Regions from separate parts of the Rattus norvegicus genome. Here region 1 is linked to region 2. A link is a contact called in public Hi-C data. All regions are on one chromosome and are shown on one strand. The core of a region is the stretch at or near the end of the contact, and the rest is flanking DNA. Distances in the headings are between cores, read along the strand shown. Region 1 holds the start of Epc1 (enhancer of polycomb homolog 1). Region 2 overlaps Epc1 (enhancer of polycomb homolog 1).

Evidence for each region. Hi-C and Micro-C count contacts between places; a contact is called where the count stands out from the background.
Region 1: a contact with region 2 is called in a Hi-C map of liver, with 2.3 times the contacts expected there. The contact joins the promoter of Epc1 here to the enhancer-like site in region 2. A contact is called at or near these places in 2 of 12 Hi-C or Micro-C datasets (frontal cortex and liver).

What each region holds. Positions count from the first base shown.
Region 1 is chr17:59,287,674-59,291,225 of GRCr8, forward strand. It overlaps Epc1 (enhancer of polycomb homolog 1), which reads right to left and starts at 1,846. Exons shown (of 14, transcript NM_001309462.1): 1 at 1,636-1,846. The coding sequence starts at 1,638.
Region 2 is chr17:59,210,949-59,214,669 of GRCr8, forward strand. It overlaps Epc1 (enhancer of polycomb homolog 1), which reads right to left. Exons shown (of 14, transcript NM_001309462.1): 6 at 3,594-3,721; 7 at 1,743-1,916; 8 at 1,573-1,662; 9 at 1,348-1,496; 10 at 162-514. Among named protein-coding and RNA genes, the nearest start is that of Epc1, 77 kb to the right of the region's middle. Within about 2 kb of position 1,888, at least 1 of the 93 cell types and tissues checked has an H3K27ac peak or open chromatin away from gene starts, as enhancers often do. A contact at or near this core is called in liver, where this site is marked.

The sequences.
Region 1 (3,552 bases), core at 596-3,095, 77 kb after region 2:
ACATAACCTGTTAGTCAGATAATCCAAATGCTGTTTCAGTTTTCACTTTACTTGGTAAACAATGCATTTCAAGGTAAATTACAGATCCCTCCTACTTTCTTTTTGAACTGAAGACATCTTCACAAACAACTAAAATGTTTACAGAGACCAGTAAAGCCGATGTCATATTGTGACATATTTTTGTTTTTGGCAGGCTTTGGGCCTAAATCCCTTAGTCTCTAATCAGATAACTCTCAAGAACAAAGATATAACACCTCCTTAGAAATGTATATGTCAGTATTTTTAAGTAAAAAAATATGTGTGCAATATTCTTAAAAAATTATCTTGTTCCAACAACAAAAAACATTTGCTCATTTTAAAACAAGGCTGTCTATAAATTCAATCCAAGGGGGGCAGCTCAAAATAAAACAGACATGACACCCTACCAGATCACTCTCAAGACAGATTCAGAATACATATTTGAGAAATCCCTTGATTCAAAAATGAAATTCAACTTTTACAATGTCCAAAGAACTAATACACAAACGTTTTGTTATACTGAAACGGCGCTAATGGGCATGGTTTTGTAAGACAAGAAAAGCATCCATGGAGGAGAGGGCAAAGGACAGCTTATTATTAAAGAATCCGATAGAGATAATAAATGAGATGAGATGGAACATAACTGCCAACTGAATGCTTGTCCATAATGTCCCCTGGATTGGCTGTGACGACATTGTCTGTTCTCACCATGGTGCACAGTCCACAGCAAACACTTAAATAACACTGCTGACCAAATTGAACTTTCTCTACGAAAATTAAAGGATAATAGATAAAATCTTGCCCCACCTTTTTTCTTCCTTTTTTCTTTTAGTAAAACTGACAAATTGTTGAGGAGCACTACAGCGCCACCAACACAGATCAGTGCAGAACAAAAAAAAAAAAAAAAAAAAAAAAAAATCTCCCACCGTGTGCAAAAAGAAGAAAACTAGAAAAATGCCAAAAATTACAAAATGTCTCCCAAATGTAGCTTTCCGGAGAAAAAATAAGATAGATCTGCAGAGACGAATCGACAAAGAGCTTTAAGGAAATCACATCCTAGACCACAAGTTAGGTCTGCTCAGCAATAAAAGAGCCACTATTTAGCAACAGCCATAACTTAAACCCGGTTAGTCAATCTCCGCCTTCATTATACCAGAGCTCCTTTCTGAAGTATTCCATCAAGGGAATCACAATAGATCTATTTTAAAAAACCAAAACAAAACTACAACGGTAGTTTGCTTGTTGGTAATTTACTCTGGACAAATTAGGCAATAGATAATTTTTATAAAGAGGATACGTACATATTTGGCACTACCAACATTCCTGGCACACAAAAAAAAGTCCATCTTGAAACATCTGAGTTCCCCTTTAGTTCACAGCAATTAAAGTATAATTTTCATTATACATGTTTATCTTTAACAATGGAGAGGAAAACTATTTTTTCCCCTTTTGGGAAAAAAAAAATTATCCAGACAAAATTAGGTGGAACGTGCAGAGATCGAAGCTAAAGAAAAATACAAAGATTGGTTTTGTGAGAAGAAACACAATGAAAACCTCTCTTATCTGGTGCTCCTTTCGAGGATGTAATGCCAAGAATGTTTAAAATTATAAACTTACCATCGGTGTAGGCAAAGCAGCAGCTAGCTCTCAAAAAAAAATTGTAACAATATAGGCTGAGGTCTGGGCTGTCCAGAAAAAACAGCCTCCGGGCAGCGTACGGGTCTTCAAACATCCTGAAAATATTTGGTAAATCAAAAGTGAGACTTTCGTCCATGGAGGGCGCGGAGCGGGGCGGGCAGCCGCAGGATCCGAGGGCGTCGGGGGGAATGGAGCAAGCTGGAGGCTGCGGAGCGGGCGGCGGCGGCAGGCGCGGGGTTAACAACTCTGCGCTGGCGGGCGAGAGGGCGGGCGCGCGCGCCCATTGGCTGGCGGCTTCCGGGCTCCGCCCTCGCTCCCGCCTCCCGCTGCTCGGAAAGAATGCGCGACTGTGCCATTTTAAACCGGCTCGGGAGAGCGCTGCTCCCCAGACTTTGCTCGGGGATCGGGAGTAAGTGACTAGCACAACAATGGCAGCAGCCGTGTCCTCCGAGCATCTGGGCACGCCCTTGCGCGCGGCTCGTTGGGGCTCCACTCGAGACGTCCGTGTGGGACGTGGATGCGGCCGCGGCCGCTGGGAAAGATGCCTATCCGTGGGTTCTCGGTGTGACGTTCCCGAGGGCCTCCTGAGGCCGCGAGCACCACGCGGCTCGAGTGTCCCTGCATTAGCCTCGAGTGAATCCTGACATAAGTTGAAACCATATTCAGCTCCCCCACCCCCTCCCATTTCAACGCTGCTCTCAAACCCCTTCCTGGCCGGCCCAGTTCTACCGCTCCGCCCTACAAACAAAATGGCTGAGGTGCCCAGTATTTTGGATCCTTCCACCCGGCCTCCAGGAAGTGGTAGAAATTCAAAATAAATTAAGCCCTAAAGTACACCCTTGAGTGTGAACTCCTTACCAACCTTTGCTGCTGGTGCTAGCGGGAATGCCCTCTTTTTTGTTCTTTTTCTTCTTCTTCTTCTTCTTTTGTTTTGAAAAGAACATCAATCATTAGGGATTTACTTGATTGTAATTTGAACCTCCTGTTTTACATATTTATAAGGTCTTTCACCTAACTTGGCAGGCTTTCAGATTAAGTGGGCTGGGAAACACGATTCTTTCTAGTTGGGCGCTGAGTAGGGCTGTTTCAAACAGGCTTTTCTAATACAGTCTGAAAATTAAACGTAAAAATGTTAAAGGAATCCAACACTTGTAATTGCAAATGTAAAGTCCCCAAAGTCGGCTAATATCAAAGTGTTTCCATAACTTAAATGTGTGAACTAAATGTATCCACTGTGCAATTAATTCCTTGCCAGAAAATTTCTAATGGGCCAACGATGAAAGAAAATACCAAAGGATGAAAAAAAAAAAAAAGATAGAGAATAGTCCACATTCTTCAAGACACTTCCCTCCCACACCCACTCAACTCACCCCACACGGAGGTCTGATATACTGAATATTTAATAGGCACCTTTAAAACTATACCTAGGGTTATTATCATACTCACTGTCTACAACAAGACGCGGGGGGGTGGGGTGTGCTGTTAATTACAGGACGATTAAAATAAACAGGGCTTGCCTCCAGTAAACCAGAGGGCTGACAAAACCAGAATTCTATGAGACAGGTAGTGACCCACAGGCTTGGGGTTAACTTCAGTAGACTGAGCCAGAGTCTCCATCCAGCATCTATATTTTGCACCTGATCTGAAGTAGATAACTGGGGTAGACCTGGATTCACAAATATTTACCGAGTAGCTATGATTAAAAACAAAAATCTGGACAGGAATAGACTCTCATGTAAGTGTACAGATAGGTCCTTTTTTATTACCTATAGGCTAGACTGTTCTGAGCAGTTTGTAAGTTATTCATATTCTTAACCATATACTTTCTGATGAAATAGTTGGTTTTCCAGCTCTTGAAGTCATATTCATGGTATACATGAACAGGTTTTTGTTTTT
Region 2 (3,721 bases), core at 638-3,137:
TTAAGGAAAGATGCACGTACACACAAACCCACACAGCAACAGCACTACTGAGCAGAACTCAAAGAAGTACGTGAGGACCTCACTACGGGAATAATATACCACATCCTCAACAAGATGGGAGACCCCACCCTTATAGCAATGGGTACCACAAAAGGACATACCACAGTGTGTCGAGCCACTGCTACTTCTGCTCTGTGTGGAGGCGCTGCACGTGTGGGCCCCAGGCTGCGCTGGTCCTGCTCGACTTATACTTCTGTGTAACTTTCTACTGGAGAGCTCACCACTGTCACTGTCAGGAAGGGATGGTGTCCGGGGCCTAAAGTGCCGCCATCTACATGATTTGATATCGACTAGTATCTGACTGAGGTCTTTAGAGGAAGGTCTGTCCGAGGTATTGGTTTCTGAGGTATTGGCAAACTGATTGACTGGAGAAGGTTGTGGTGAGGAAAGCATGTCCAGATCCAGGTGGTGAAACATACTGTCATAGTCTGAATGCGCTCTGTCCAGCAAGACCCTGCACAAGGAGCAGACACCAGAGATTACATCACAGACTTTCCTTTCTCTCCCGAACGCTTTCCCCCAAGCTGAGCAACAGTACACTGGACATTTAAAGTGAGCAAGTTCATCACTGCAGCGTTTGACTCTCACACTGTATGCGCACAGCACACGGAGCAGAGCACGGCGTGCACGCAGCAGCCACAGGACAATTCCCAAGAGTTGCTTTTCTCCTTCCACCAGGTGAGTCCTGGGGACAGAACTCAGGCTGTCACCTTGGTGGCAACCGCTTCTTCCCACTGAGTCATCTTGTTGGCTCTGGTTCTTTTAGCCTCAAAGCTCAATGTTGGACAAAGTTCTTTTTTTCAAATTGTCTTTCAACCAAAACTTTTCTGTGCTTTGCAGTTCCTTCTCTCCTCCACTCCATGTATGAAATATTCTATTTCAGACCCCAGAACCACATCCTGACAAACTGAGGCCATGAGCAGCAAAGTTAAGTGGTCACTGCAGTAGTTAACGTAAGGTTTTCCCCAGAACTCAGCGACTTTGGTTGTAGTCTCCTGAACCAATCCTGAGTGTGTACACACAAGTATACTTGTCCTTTCTTGGGATTCTACTCTGTGATAACTCAGGTGCTAAGAAGCTTGGGGAGATAAGAACCCACACGGGCCTGTAGGGACTACGCAGTGTAGTGTGTGAGGACGTTGGGAGTGCAAAGGGAACATGTAGACAGCTCTGCTAAGCATAGCAAGCTGGAGCTTCTAGACTCTGTTCACAAGAAGGGCCTCAGTTTAAACTCTGACTCCAATGTCTAAAAAGCATGCTGGTGCAAGGAAAGCAGAAGCGCGTTACCTTCCACCGCGCCCGACCCGTCTTCGTGCAAATCCAAGACACCTCTGGGGTACGGTGAGAGTAGTTAAGCAATATCTATATCGCACATCCCCCAGGCCTCCATCTTTAGGGCTAGTCCAGGGCCAGTTGCCAGTTTGGTCTAAATGAGGCTAAAAAAAAAATCCAAATTATTGTATTTTGTCAGTCTGTCTGCTGTTTGTTGTTTACAGAAAGTCTGACACTTACAGCATAGTACTGACAGCCTGCTTTCCTACGGAAAGCGAAAGGGCCATCAGGGTCATTCTCTTCCTCAGCTTCTGAAGAGCCAGACAAAACCTTGAAATAAAGCAACGAGAGGTCAAACATGCGGGTTCTATGTTCCTCTTCTGTGTGCAGAGAGCTGGTCTTCTGTTTACCTGTGACAGAGGCTCTTCATCTGAGCTGGGGAAGTCGTACTGGTTTAAGTCTTTAGCACTGAAGCCTGGCAGTGCAGCAGGACTTGGCTGCTGGGGTGCGGCAGCAGACGACGGTAAGACTTTGGGCTTCTTTTCATATTTGCGCTTCGGCCGAATAAGATCAGCCTTATCTTGCTGCAACACAGACACGAGTCGGTCACACAGCGAAAGCACACCCCACAACTGCAACCTCTTAACAGCTTGAGTTAATTATTACTTGGGGAGCCAAGTGCTTGAACTATTAAAAGAGGCTCAGGCAACCCTCTGGTGGCCCCCCTACCCTCAGAGGGTCAGTCTCAGTTTCCCCTAATAATCTACATTTGCTCTGTTCAAAACAAACATTTGCTTAAAAGACTTAAAAGTGTATGTGTATGTGCAGGTGTCTTCAAAAGCCAGAGACTGTCAGACCCCCTGGAACTGGAATTACAGAACTGTATGCCATCTCACGTAGGTGCTGGCAACTCAACTGCACCCAGGTCCTCTGCAGGAACAATGGGCACTCCTAACTGCTCACCCAGCTCTCCAGCCAGACAACAAAACAGTTTGAATGAAAATTTAAATAAGAAAATGTTCAAAACAGCAGGCCTATTCCACTAATGACTCTGTCTTGACTTAGAAGGATTTAAGGTAAACCAGAACCACATGCATGGCTCATGTCTCTGGAACATACAGACGAACAATGAATGTTGTACAATTAGAATCCGAGTTAAATCCCAAAATATAAAAATCAAAGTAACACCTTTGAAGTGATTTGTAAGGCCATATATTTCAGACAGGTGGACAATAGACTTCAATATAAAAACAAGGAAAACTGTACTATGCAGGACTGGAAATTATGAGCACACAAGTATTTGGAACATGGCCTTTAGCATTTTTTTTTTTTTTTTTTTTTTTTTTGGCAGAGGTAATTGGATAGAGGTGTTTCACTGAGTAGCCTTGGCTAGCCTGAAACTCACTATGTAGACCAGGCTGTGTCTCAACCTCAAGAGATCTGCCAGGCACAGCTTCTGCTGGGATTAATAGCCACCATTTGTGATTACCAAAGAGAATACTTCTATTTATCTGTTCAACAGTTCAATACTTCAAAACCAACATGTTTGAAATAGTCTTGGTCAGTGCTCTGATAGGGAAAAAGTCTATGCTGCAGAAACCACCATTCCAAATGGTACGGTAAATTATACACCAAATTATAAAAAAAAAAAAAAATCACAGACACAAAATATTAAACAGAACAGGTTAGATAATAAATGATTAGCAGATCACATTATTTCCTCAATTGAAATGGAATGCTAAGTCTGAGTTAAATGATACATGTTAGGTCACAAGTATATGAAAACCTTCCCTGCTAAGGTGCATTTATCAGAAAGGCACACTGCCGGCTCTCTCTTATTCCCCTGGTTTTCTCCTTACTAATTTTATTTCCCCCTCACCAATTTTACTCTTCACAAATTAGGACATATCAACTTGTCAAAGTATTTCCACTTCTGCCCACGTTACCAGCCGTTGACAAGACCCGCCTGACACTGACACACAGATGTGGCCCAGAACGTTACACTGGGTGGAAGGCTTCATGCTCTCTCCAGGCCTCCATACCACTAACCACACCAACATTTCATACCCCCTCTCAGCAAACCCCTCTTTTTATCAGACAGAGAGCAAAGCCTTCCCTTGTAAGGAAGCAAGGGAAATTAAATTGTCGTGAAAAGCTCCCCATTTTTAGTGTCCCTTATTTTCAGTGTTCAGAAATCCCTTGCGGTAGGAATTCATGGTTTTCCCTGTTTACTGGATCTACTGTTACAAAGCTCTAATAACCTTGTTAACTTTGAACTCCTTCGCATCCGTGACGTCCTGGTGTTTGAACTGGCTGCTGTTAGTAATCGGGATGATGGGGATGGCATAGGTAGGCTTCACTGGCTGTCTCTGTGCCATGACCTCAGACA